2 separate regions of the Mus musculus genome follow, and region 2 is linked to region 1. Evidence: chromatin contacts called from public promoter capture Hi-C data. All regions are on one chromosome and are shown on one strand. The core of a region is the stretch at or near the end of the contact, and the rest is flanking DNA. Distances in the headings are between cores, read along the strand shown.

What was found. Promoter capture Hi-C pulls out the DNA fragments that hold promoters and counts their contacts.
Region 2: a contact with region 1 is called in a promoter capture Hi-C map of stem cell-derived epiblast-like cells, with 4 times the contacts expected there. The contact joins the promoter of Olfr347 here to the promoter of Ptgs1 in region 1.

Annotation. Positions count from the first base shown.
Region 1 is chr2:36,226,069-36,233,058 of GRCm38.p6, reverse strand. Ptgs1 (prostaglandin-endoperoxide synthase 1) reads right to left here and starts at 2,633. Exons shown (of 11, transcript NM_008969.4): 1 at 2,490-2,633; 2 at 2,296-2,391. The coding sequence starts at 2,496.
Region 2 is chr2:36,731,792-36,738,781 of GRCm38.p6, reverse strand. Olfr347 (olfactory receptor 347) reads right to left here and starts at 4,459. Exons shown (of 1, transcript NM_146943.1): 1 at 3,521-4,459. The coding sequence starts at 4,459. The coding sequence ends at 3,521.

The sequences.
Region 1 (6,990 bases), core at 1,384-3,883:
AGCAAATACAGAAGTGGATGCTCACAGTCATCTGTAAGATAGAACACAGGGCCCCCAATGGAGAAACTAGAGAAAGCACCCAAGGGGTCTGCAACCCTATAGGTGGAACAGCAATATGAACTAACCAGTACCCCCAGAGCGCGTGTCTCTAGCTGCATATGTAGCAGAAGATGGCCTAGTCGGCCATCACTGGGAAGAGAGGCCCCTTGGTATTGCAAACTTTATATGCCCCAATACAGGGGAATGCCAGGGCCAAGAAGCAGGAGTGGGTGGGTAGGGGAGCAGGGCGGAGGGAGGGTATAGGGAACTTTTGGGATAGCATTTGAAATGTATATAAAGAAAATATATAATAATAATTAAAAAAAAAGACTAGCCTATTCTACATAGTGAGTTCCAGGACAGCCAGAGCTACCTGTTACATACATACACACACACACACACACACACACACACACACACACACACACACACACACACTGGAAGGCAAGCATTTGAACACTATAAATCCCCAGCACACAGCCTTGAGCTCAAATAGGATGCCATCCCCCCCACCCAATGAGAGACAAAAGCCATCATCCTTTAAAGCAGCCTGCAGCCCCTAACCAACACAGGGTCAATACTCCCTCTTTGACATCTTTATACTTCTCTCTCACCCTTCGCCACAGCCCTCACTCTCCTACTTAACAACATGCTGGCGCCTATCTCCACCATCAGACTGTGGACTCCAGCGTCACTCTGGGCACCTACATCACTCCACATCAGACTGTGACCTCTGTGTCACCAGGCCCCAGCCAAAGGCTCAAATAGAAAAAGCCCTTGGAATGCAAAACAGAAAAATTCCACTACAGCACTTGCAATATGACTATAGGCAAAGGGGACACCGTGGCTCTAGTCAGGCGCAGCTTGGGTCACCAAGTCATGCCTACTCCCAGGCTAAAGGGAGGACACCAAGCCAAACCCAGGGTCTGGAAGGGATGAACTTGAACATTTGTGGATTCCCTGGCACAGCTTTGCCCTCCAAGCTGAACTCTACCCTTTCCCTAAAAGAATCCCAGCAAGGAAGACAGGTGCATGAACACCGGATCCTCAAAGGGTGGAGGGTCAGGTGAGAGCTGGACTCATGCTGAAACTGAAAGTCAGCATGGCCAACATGTCAGCCTTGGCTCTACCATCAGCTCACTGTGGGGTCTCCAACAAGTGGCCCCACTTCCTGAGCCTCTCAAAGTTCTGATCTACAAAATGGACTTAACGCATCTGCCTCCCACAAGGCTGCTGTGAGCACCAAAGAAAAGGCACGCACAGCTAATCTTGGTAAACTGCAGTGCTGGATCACAAATGGCTTCCTTTCCAAAAACCCAGACTGTCACCTTTCTAGCACAGGTGTCCCCAGCTCTTTTTCTCACTCAAACCCCATCCTCCAGGAAGCCTGCTGTGATTCTCAGGCCACTCTGTCCTCTGAGTTCCAAGGTCCTGTAGTATCCCTTTCCCCCACTGCCAACCTTTCTTGGCCCCATTTTACAGATGGGCATCCAAATTGTAAAGAGAGGAAGGAAAGGTGGAGGGCAGGGGAAGTATGGGGGGGGCGGGGAGTAAATTATTTTTCTTTCCTAGAACCTGGTTCTGCCCTGAGGGAGAGAAGCGGGACAGAATTGCAGAACTGGCTTCTTTGAACCACTGCAGGTATTGAGAGTGACTGGATTAGGCTGATCCTGAATTCAAACCCTGAGCCCACTATGCATTATGTGACTTGGGGCTGTTATCGCACCTACTGAACCTCAATTTCCTGGTCACTATGTGCCCACTTCCCCATTCCCAGGATAGCTGGTGTCCCCCACCCCCATCCCTGTATCTACCGTTGGGGAGATAGGTTGAGCGTTAAGATAGACTCCCCAAAAGTTAGAGGCCAAAGAAAAGGAACTCAGTGTCCAGCCCGCCTTCCCCTTGGCGTCTGCCGCTTCCTCCCCAAGGAGCCCCCACAGGAAACCGCCGAGTTCTGGGGGGGGGGGGGGGGGGGGGTACAGAGGCTGCTTGGAAAGTCGGACCACATATCAGGTGAGAAGTTAAAGAACCTGTCTCTGCTTCCCCTGCCGACTCGGGATCTCAGTGGGCTGTGTGCCAGAGAGATCCCAGGTAGGCCCTAGCCATTCTCCAGGGACCCCATTCCATAACCTCAACACCCTATTCCCCGGCACCGCGAGCAGAAAGGGGAATCAGGGAGTCCGCCTGGAAGGGAGATGGACCAAGCCCACGGCGCAGGACTTGGAATTTTCACGGGCATCCGGCGGGGGCACCTACCTGGTGAGGGCACCCCAGGATCTGCGAGCAGGACCGAGGGTGTCGGCGGCAGCAGCAGGAGCAGCAGCAGGGGAAACCAGAGCGAGAGACTCCTTCCTGCAGAAGGAAGAGAGAGTTGAGCCTAGCGTTCAAGGCTCCGCCTGCAGGCCACCGAATTCCGGGACGCGTGGGGGCACCACTGGGGTCGGACTCACGACTCATGACTCTGGGAGTGGATGGATGTGCAATGCCAACGGCTGGCTCCTCGGGTGCAACTCCAGCACTGCCCCAGCACTGGCAGGTCCCCTCCCACCCATCTCACGGCTCCACCCCCACTCCTCCCTCCAGTTGTCACCTCTGACAGGCTGACCGCCAACTTCCTCTGCTCCAGCCTTAGCCAAGACGTTTTATTAATTACTGCATGGTGACTGCTCAGACCGTAACTCACGATCCTTGAGGTGCAAGATCTTTTTACAGTGTCAGAAATGCATCCATTTGGGATATAGCAAACTGAGGCTCTCTGAGGATGGGCACGAAGGAGGACAAGGCTTGTAGGCAGAACAAATGGTGGAAGAGGCTGGTTTGAACCATAGCTTGCTTGAAGAAGGATGAGGAGCAAGGAGGTGAGAAGCCATGCAGTCCAGTCCAGCCTGCACACGAGGTCCTGCATGGAAAACACGCTACTGCCACTCCTGCCCGCCAACAGAAGAGCTTCCTTCTCCGTTGAGCAGGCAGAGGCCAGGTCAGACATGAGGAGCTGTAATTTACATTCCTAATACACAGCCTGCCAGTTGGCTCACCTTTAGTCCTTGCTGGTCCTCGGTGTATTTATTTATAAAATGGACATGCAAAACCACCCTAGGCAGTGAGGGATACCCAGGGGGCCCCCACCTACTCAGAGGAGAAGTGTAGGGGGGAAGTGGGGGAAGGATTGTGGGAGGGGGTGGCCAGGAGGGGGCAGTGAGTGGGATGTAAAGTGAATTAAGTAAAAAATTAAAAAACAAAATTTTTAAAAGATACATATAAAGTAGATATCAAAAAATATGTATGGCATAAGGCAATTTTGTTTACTGATAGTTAAAGGTGAGGGGAGTTGTTTTAAAAGAAAATTATAACATTTGTATATTTTAATCCTTACACAAAATAAAATTAATGAGACATTTAAAAAAAACACCATAGAAAAAAATATACAGATCCCATGTGGCAGTGGCTACTCTGTGGTCAGAGAACCTTTTTCAAAGTTGCCCTAACTTAGATTCCAGGGCTAGCCAAATGCCACCCTCCAGCTGAATGGCCACTTGCCAGCCTTATAGGACCTAAGCCTTTGGGTCATTGGCTCCTTTGTACAGTGGGGGAAACTGAGCCTAGAAGGAGCAGAGAATAGGAGCAAAGCCACAGTGTCCTCGTCCTTTTCCTTGCCAGCTCTCTCCCTCAGTTTTCCCAGCACGCCCTCTGCCCACGCCCGCACCCAGAGGCATGGCTTGGTGGAAGGGCCCATTCATCCTTGTGCTGGCTCTCGGGCATCTCTGGGCTCAGGAAAGGAACAGGTAGGAAAGGTGGGGCCTGATGGGGTGCCCCTTTTGCTTCCAAACCAGAGCTGTTCCCATGCTCTACAGGGACAAAAGCCAACTGCTCTAGGGAAACTGAGCAAGCCAGGACAGACCAGGGGAAGAACTGGGGCCCTGGTATACTGAGACCAGCTTCAGTTTCTCCACATCCCCAGATTTAAGACCCCTCTGGTAACCAGCCAGCTGGGCAAGGGGCTGTGGGTCAAGTGATTGTCAGCAAAATAATGAGATCTGGGAGGAAAGCTGAGGTTCTGTTCCCCAGAGGACAGGGGACCTTCTGGTGACCAAGAAATACAAGAAGAGCTGGCATGATTCTCATCCTCCACTCCCCGGTCTGCCCTCACTCTGGGCCTGGACCCAAGGAGTCACACCTGTAGCTCACTCCCAGACCTGTCCTGTAGTGAAAACAAATGCTAACTAGCTCAGCCCTAACCCTGGAGGGAGGAGACTTAGCCTGGGAATCAAGAAAACTGAGTTCAAGTCTCCTTTCTTCTCTTTGACCATAGACAAGCCCTTAGGGCCTGCTTCCCATTTGAACACCAGGATAATAGGACCAAGTGGGTAGCAAAGGCAGGACCCATGCCAGTAGAGAGCATGAGCCCTTGCTATAACCATGCTCTACAGCCCTTCATGCCATCAGAAGACAGATGCAGTGAAGGAGGGCTGCAATGGGAGTGTGCAGTTGATGAAGGATGGGTACAGTGGAGAAGCAAGAGGCCAAGAGAGCAGCTAGGGTATTAATACAGGCCTCCAAGGACCAAGCCTAACCAAGGGGGTGGAGCAAGGAAGAAGTAGACAAGGGAAACGGTGACTGAGATGCCAGCTCTTTACCAGTTGACCTGGAGTATGGATAGAGAGGTAGAGAACATTTAGATGCTGGTTGTTGCTAGGGACAATGCTCAGGGACAGGCAGTGGCTGGAAAACACAGAGTTAACACTTGGTCCATCCAAAGAAAGGATCCAACATGCAGATGAATACCCAAGTTGGGGGAGCATCCTTGTTCTACTAGAAAGCTCACAACCCAGGGCCGCCTTTCCTTGCTCTTGTGTTCCAGAGCCAACGTCCTGAATGTAGACCTTGTAGAGGGCAGCCAACCCTCCAGTAGTTGAGATTGTCTGTTCTGCTCCAGGTCATTGGACACGTCGTTTTTTCTTCTCTCCTACAGGAAGTTCTGTGCCTTCCCTCCCCTCAAGGTGGTGCTAAATAGAAGTTGTCCCTCTCTTCCCCTGAGTTGTCATTGTTTGGTGACTCTGTCCTCCTTAAACCCAAGTACAGGGACTGAAAATGTCCCAAGAGGCTGGTCGCTTTGTGGGATGAGCGCTGGCGTGAATAATCCAGGAGGATTGGCAGAGATGGCTGGGCAGTTGAGAACACCAAGGGCTCCCAATCCCAAGCTGCTCTTGCAGAAGAGCTGGGCTAGGTATCCAGCACCCACATGGTGGCTCACAACTGCCTCTAACTCTGGTCCCAGGGGAGCTGACACCCTCTTCTGTCCTCTTTGGGAACTGGTCACACCTATGGTGCATATGTGTGTATGTGTATGTATGTGCATTATGTATATTTGTATGTGTAAGCAAAACACTTATACAACATAAATTTAAAACAGTCTAAAATAAAAATGCTTAAATAATAATACATAGGAAAAACTCACGTGACTGAGGGAACCAGAGCCAAGTTCATCAAGGTGCCAGCCAGTTCATCCGTCTGCAGGTGTAACCACAAAAATGTCGTTGCCTGCCTCAGTTTCCCACTGAACCCACTGGTCAACATTCCCAACAGTCCCACAGGCATCTCTGGACACAGAGCCAGAGCAGATCAAAGAGCCTGAGCTATTCTGAGACAAGATAGCAAGATCCCATTTCCCTGATCTGTTGGACCCCCACTAGTGGGTGCCAAGAGTTTCTCTCTGAGGGCCCCACCCCCTGCCACATAACAGTCACATGTCCTCCTGCCTACCTAGCCCACATCTGAAAGTTACTGAGGAGGTCCCACCCAACATTTGGAAATCCCAAGCTGACTCTCACCTGAATCATGCACGAGCCCAGCCCCACCCACCCCACCTCTGCAGCTGGTTCACAGAACAGGAAAGTTCTGTAGTCAGCGGCCTCAAATCTCTTCAAATCTCAGTCCCAAACCCTAGTTGCTCTCCACTCTCACCACAGCCTTAAGCTTTCAGCTGCCTTTTGTGGGCCTCAGTTTCCCTCATCCAAATATATGGGGTTACTGCTTCCATTTCTGCAAGAGCCACTCCATGTGAGCATCCAGCCTTCACCAGGAGCTTAGCAATGGTTCTCCTCTACCCCTTCTTTTTCTTCCCTACCTGGGCAGGATTGGCTTCTTCCTCTTCTCTGTACCTGCTCAGTGCCAACTTTTCATTATGTATTGGAGATAATGAAAATAACATTTTGTATGTATCTACTATGTATATATAATCTCTGAGGGGTGTGTGTGTGTGTGTGAGTGTGTGTGTCCCTTTTCCAATAGTCCTACAAATCTAATAGTGTCATCTCCATTTACAGAAAAAGAAAGCTGAGGCCCAGAACTGTAGTATTTTGCTCAAGGTCTACACTAAGAGAAAACAGAAACCCTGCAGGGCAGAGGGTAGCTGGGAGGGGGGTAGTCAGGGGTGTCCCATTAAGTTACACAACTCAGTCCACCAGAGAGCCAAGGATTGAAAGCCACGAAATTCACTTGTTTGTCTTACTTAATCCTCAAAACAACTCTTGAGAGGAAAGTACCACGACCCAGAAGGAGACGAAGAAGCGCAAGGATTCCTCTAGACCTTGCCTAAGTTGAGGAGAGAAAGGAGGAATGACAGCCACTGCCATAAGCAATTTGTAAGCCACAGGCAGGTTGCTGAGGGCTTTCATGAATCATCCCAACAACCCCATGAGGTAGGTTTTGTTCTTCCTATGAACAGGAAAACAAGCTGACCTGCTAGGAGCTGCAAGCTATTGGTGATGGAGCTGAGATCGGAGCCCTGATCTGTTGGACTTTGACTTACAGGTTTAATTCCTTGCCACATTCTATCACCTGGACTCCCAGCCCTGAGTCTCCAAGAGACAAACACCCAGATCCTGCCAGGGATGAGCAGAGCAAATAAGTAGGCAGGCGGGTGGTGTGTGGAGAGTTCCCTATTCATCTGGG
Region 2 (6,990 bases), core at 3,210-5,709, 500 kb before region 1:
CTATGTTGTGTTCTCCTCACCAGTGATCCTAAGATCTCGTGGAGAGTCCTCTGTGGACTGTGAAACTATCTGCAGAGTTCGTGCCCAAGGGGACCAGGATCTGGAGCTGACCATCATGTTTTTATTATTATATGTCAAGAGCATTTTCATTTCTGGTCCAGTCAAATTGGTGTTCTGTAAGGCACTTCCTTCTTTAGGTTGAGAAAGTTTTCTTTTATGATGTTGTTGAAAATATTTTCTATACCTTGGAGCTGGGTTTCTTCAACTTTTTCTATTCCTATTATTTTTAGGCTAGGTCTTTTCATGGTATCAGATGTTCTGGACATTTTGTGTCATGAACTTTTAAAATATAACATTTTCTTTGACTCATATATCAGTTTCTTCCATTGTATCTTCTACACCTGAGATTTTTCTTTTCTTTCTTACATATTCTGTTGGTGATGCTTTAATCTCTTGTTTCTATTCAATTTCCTAAGTTTTCTATCTCCAGGATTCCCTGAGTTATCCTTAATTTTTTTTATTGTTTCCATTTCAATTTTCAGGTCTTAGGCAGTTTAATTTATTTCCTTCAGCAGTTTAATATATTTTGCTCTATATCTTTAAGCGATTCATTTGTGTTCTCTTTTAAGACCTTTACCTGATTGATTGCATTTTCCTTTATTTCTTTAAATGATTTACTCATTTCCTTTTTAAAGACCTGTAGATTTTATAAGACTTGGTTTAATGTCCAGTCTTGTATTTTAGTTTTATTAGGATATCAAGGGCTTGCTGTCATAGCTCTGTGCTCTGAAGGTTACATATTGCCCTGGATTTTGTTGATTGTGTCCTTTGAAGGGCCTTTAGCCATCCGGATTGCTTTGTTTACTGAATGTTCTTGTTGTAGTAGGTATTAGGAGCAGGGTTATTCTCTATGGTCCTAGTGCATCCTCTGATGTGTAGCCTTGGGCAATATGATTCTGATTATGCATGTCTGTGTGGTTCAAGAACTGTACATCTGATTATGTGGGTAGAGAGGTAGAAGAAGAATGGAGGTATGCCTGGGCTAGGTGGCTGCTCAGGAAGATTGTCTTCCTAGTTACTTTTCTATTGCTATGATAAAAACACCATGACCAAGGCAACTTACAAAAGAAAGATTTTATTTGCGTTTACAGTTTAAGGCATTTATACTCCATGGGCATTATGCTATATATCAGGGAGGCAGAAAGATATGGTAACTGGAGAAGCTAAGAGCTTATGTATCTGATTCACAGGGAAGAGATAAAGATCAACACTTGGAATCATGTGGGCTTTTTAAATCTAAAAACTCAACCCTAGTGACAGATATCCTTCAATAAGTCGACATCAACTATTCCTTTCTAAAGAGGTCCACCAACTAGGGACCAAAGATTCAAATATATGAACCTATAAAGGGCCATTATCACTCAAACCACTACATATTTAATGGAAGGATAAGATTATCATTCCAACCAAGTTAAAACTCAAGAGAGTAGTTTTTCAGAAACAATGGTACACAAAAAGGAAAATGTAAGAAAAATAAATAGAGACATTTCTCTTTTTAAAACAAAACAAGACTCTAGACATGGTAAATTTAAGTAATCTGTGCAGAACTGTTAAATATTTAAGAAAAATATTGAAAATATTTTTAAAAACTGGTTAGCTTCAAGAGATAATATGATCCAACTGAGGAGAGATCAAAAGAACATCAAAACACTGTCAGTTTTCTACTATACAAGTCTAGGAATTAATGTGTATTTTGTTAAATATTGTTATTAAACTGTTATAGGTATATGGATGCAAACACATTAATTGACAATAAAGCATAAATATCTACATTTTGTATAGCTTACATCACTTACCTGTTTGTATATTATTTCTAAAGCTGTGTAATAACCGAATAAAATGCCCAATAGGTGTATAAATTATTGTTTGTTTTAAAAATAATAATTAGCACAATTTAACACAATTGCACACATGCATATTCCCACAGTAGCTTAAGTGCCATTAAGTGCTTGTTAAACAGCATTTAACTAGCCATGCAACACTCCTGTGCTACTTTACAGAGATATCTGTTGAATTGTCACTTACTATCAACTGAATTAAGTCCCTCTGCTTGGGCAGAAAATTATTCTCAGGGAACAAAGCAAAATGCATTCAAGGGGATATGATATATTTGTTGCTAAACAAGGAGATTTCTTTCTTCTTTTTATAATAAAATATATTTCGATTAAAGTGCTCTACAGGTCTGCTTGAACTCAATTGAAGATCATCACACTTCCTGATATCTACTAGCTATCCTTCATCATCAACTCAGAAAAGTAGAGCTTTCTTCTTGGCATGCAAAAATTGCACATAACCACAGCGCCCCCTGGAGCCTAATGCCAAAGTCCTGACATTAGGTGTGCTATCTCAGTTGATGCTCTGGAACTTCACGCTCCACATGGGACTTGTCCATACCCTTGTTTTTATCATTTAAAGTGAACAGTTTCATTTTAGTTATTGAACAAGGCCAGGTACTTGTCAAACCACAATGAACTGAGTACCTGGTTATCACCACAAATAAAATATTTGAGAAAAATGGATAAGATTCCAGATAAAATTGGAAGGAAAGATGGACATAGGCTGGTCACTGGGTACCAAATCATGGCTAGATAGGAAAAATAAGTGTTTAAATTTCTTTCACTGTGTAGTGATTATAAATAATACTACATAACACCCCAAAGGCTAGAGTAAAGAATTTCATACTAAGACCTTGTAAATATTTGAAAAAACTACTATACTTTCTTTTATTTGGATATTATGTACTATCTTCATTCATATAAACAACACACATGTCATCAATATCTGCTAATTTTGAGTGTTAAATAAAACTTAAATGTAAGGGACAGAAAAGATGGCTTAGTTAATAAGAGCACTGACTGGCTCCCAGGAAAACCAGGTTTGATTAACCAGCACACCTAAGGTAGCTTACAGATATCTGTAAGCCTGTATTTAAGGGATCTGATACCAGCTTCTGATCTTTTCTGGCAGTATACACAAACATGATGCACAGGCATACTTGTGAGCAAAACAAATATACATGAAAAATAAAAATAAACAAATAAATGCTATTTAAGTTACTACCAAATATCCAGACTATTTTATCTGAAAGGATAAGATGATATCTTTTATTTGATATCTGATAAGATAAAATGTAAAAATTAAAATTGTAAATCTAAGAGAAAAATATCTTTTCATCTTCAGAGAGGAAAATATCTTTGGTACAAAAGCTACAAACCTGTCTAATAAAAAAATGTAGTGATTAATAAATTAACAATTAGAATATTAGCAAAACAAAAAATATGTAGATATTTGTAGGAAATCCTATCAAGATGCTGAAGCAAAAGAGTTAAATAGAGAACAAAACTGTGCAAGGATAACTGAGTGGAAGAAAGAGAACCACATGAAATTTTCCCAACAGAACAAAAGATGAATGGAGAAAAGGATTAGGAAGTAGGAATGCTAACAGTGAAGACCATGTCCATTACTGTAAACACAGTCTCCTGCTGAGGATATTTCTCAGTGCTCCTTTCATATCCTGATTCCTCAGACTATAAATAAAGGGATTCAGCATGGGTGTGACCACATTGTACATCACAGCCACAATGGCATCCTGTACATTAGTGTTATTAGATGAGGGAACAAAATATAGTCCAATGATGGCTCCATAGTACAAGGAAACCACACAGAGGTGAGAGCCACATGTGGACAAGGCTTTGCAGATACCCTTCATAGAAGGAATTTTCAGAATGGTGACAGCTATGAGGCCATAAGAGACCAGTATACATATAAATGGCAGGGTAATGATCACATTACCTAAAAGAAGTATAACCAGCTTGTTGGTGGTGGTGTCTGAGCTGGACAGCTTCAGCAAGGTAGACAGGTCACAGAAATAGTGGGAGATGGTATTGTCTCTAAAGTGAGTTAGGCGAGCCAAGAGAAGGGTGTGCACAAGGGCATTGGCAGTGGATAAGGTCCAGGACACAACTACTAGAAGAACACAGAGGTTCTGACTCATCATTGTGGTATAGTGTAGAGGGTGGCAGATGGCCACATACCTGTCATAGGCCATGGAGGTCAGAAGGAAGTTGTCAAGATCAGCAAAAAATAAGAAAAAATACACCTGGAAAACACACCCAGCATATGAGATGGACTGACTATGTGTCAGCATATTCATGAGCATCTTTGGAGCTGTGACTGATGAGAAAGAGATGTCTGTGAAAGCCAAGTGACTGAGGAAAAAGTACATGGGGGTGTGGAGGTGAGAGTCCAGCCTGATGAGCAGGATGATGAGCAGGTTCCCCAGCACAGTTGTCAGGTACATGGCCAGGAACAAGGCAGAATACAGGTCTTGGTCCTCTGGCTGAATGGGGAGCCCTAAGAGGATGAACTCAGACACAATGCTCTCATTTCCCTCAGTCATGCTTTTCTTCTTCTTCTGTGAGTGAAAGGAGAAATGGGAAAGAAGGAGAAGTGATTTTGACTAATACACTTCAGGAACTTTTTTTTTTAATCACCAGTACTAAAAATAATGTTACTTTATGTGTTTTAATCCAAAAGTGAAGATCTTTCTCACTGTAAAGAGCTAATGATGGTTTAGAAAGAGACACAATTTGCCAACCTTAAAAACAACTGACTGTTTTAGAGGGAAGCTATGAAATTCAGAACAATTATCAAATTAGACCCAGTTCCTGATCAAGGTGTCTGGATTTCACCATGATGATTTTGGATTAAGGACTTAGCATATAAATTTGTACCAGCAAATAAAAAATAAATAGGATTTCCATGATTGTTCATCCATTTTAACCTTTCTGGAATGCACTTGCATAAGGATATCTTTCCAGAAATTAAATTAAGGTAGTGTAACCCTGGGATCTTCTTTGTATCTGAAATATTGGGATAGTGATTTAGTGGAAGCAAAATATTCAAATCATCAAGTACATAAATTTTAGCCAACAATATAACTTACTAATATCAACTTGCAAGCAGTCCTGAGTTCTGCTTGTAATAACAGTTTCTCAGTCAATGAGCTCACTCTTCCATCACACTTCCTAGGTTGAATAAAATGATCCCCGATTCCATGTTAACATCTTCAGCTCCAACCTAAGCATCTCATCTGAGCACAATGAACACCTGGAAATATTTGACTTTTCTGCCACTTCTTAGATAAGCTAAGGAAATTCTTCATCTTTTTCTAGCAAAAGCAAATGTCACCTGCTTTACTTTTAACCTGTGTTTTAAGCCAAAGAATGTTACTTTTTATTCATTTCCTACACATTTTCTTTGTTGATAAAAATTAAATTCTTTTATCTGTAATCATTCCCTATGAAAGTGAATAATCACTAGCAATAGAAAAAGTAATATAAGGTTAGAGTTGATATCCTAGCTGCAGAGAGAGCTTAGTAGTTATATTCTATGGAAAGACTTGTATAACAGCCATTTTTTCTCTGATTTCCAGCAATCTCATGTTTCCCTCTTCATACTTTCCAGGTTAATCTATAAATCTTCCCAACTTGGTCAAGACCATCTTTAAAATGCCTTTATATCATCAATCTCAGTCCCCCAAAATATCACTTAATGTGATACTGCCAGAAATTAATTATAATTTATTTCTTACTAATTTCAGTGTTAATAATTACTTAATTACAATGAAAATGTTAACTATCTGTCCACAGGTAGATGGTTTCTGGTATTGCTAAATTGAAGAATATTTCAATAAGCAATATATTCTTATGTTATCTTGTATAGTGTATATGATACATTCAGAAATGAGTTTAGAGGAAGAGGCATCCATTGTTTTGAGAAAATATCAGCTCACAAGAGACGAAGGTGATGAAATACCTGATATGTGTTCTATGAAAAGTCTTTAGTGGAAGCACATACATGGGATGATTGTAAAAAAAAATGGGTCTCTAGGCAAGTGTTTAGAAGAACAGTACTAGGGGCTTTGAGAGACAAAAAACTCAAGGTAATTGCTGTTAATAGAAATGTAAATGTTGGAGAATATGTGAGCAGCAGGCAGATATAATGTATAATTTGCTGTGAAGGAAAGTTTCCATCTGTTCAAGAAAAGTAAAATGCAAGAAAAATAATGTATCAAAAAATAGGAAATGGCACGCTGGCTGCCAGGTAAACGTAGATTGAAGAAGCTAAGGATACTAACTGGCATATGAACATCAGGGGCCACAATGGTAAAAGTCATAGATATTTGGGAAGAAATTGGAAGAAAACACAACAAAAATTGTGTGTTGAAGTTTCAATGTGACCAAAGAAGATGATTTTCTTGCTTTATTTCAAAAATGAGTAATATTGTCCCTGTCAGAGCTCTGTGGGTGAGCACCTTCTTAGAGGCAATGGGGATAGGATAGAGTATTAGTGGAGGAGTGAATAGGAAGGTGGACAATATTTGAAATGTAAATAAATAAAATAATAAAAAACAAAACAAACAAAAAGTGGATAAACTTAAGAAACATATTCTATTGTCGGATTTTTTTAATTTTGTTTTTGTTTTGTTTGTACTGTTTTGCTTTATTTTGAGGGATGGAATGTCCTTTTATCTTAAAAGTTCTCAATGCAAGGTAAATCATTCTGTAGAGAACTGCTTGTTTTTGAAAGTATGATTCTTACAATATGAAATGCATGCTGACCAGACACAGAGAAAAACAGACAGAGACAGACAGAAACAGAGACGGACAGTGAGACATAGTGGCACCCAAACATATCCAGTAATAAAGATGTGTGTATATTCTATGCCTGATCCAGTAGACTAACTTATAGGATGAACTCAGATACCTTTAGGTAAGAAGAAGGGAAAGTGCTGGATCATCTGAAGCAGTCATAGGTCCATTGCAAGAATCAGAATAGTAATCAGTCCAAATCAGATATGGCAGATATATGAACATGTATACTGTCCATGTCTCCTGGGAAGTCTGTGTGAGTTATAATTTTGAAAAT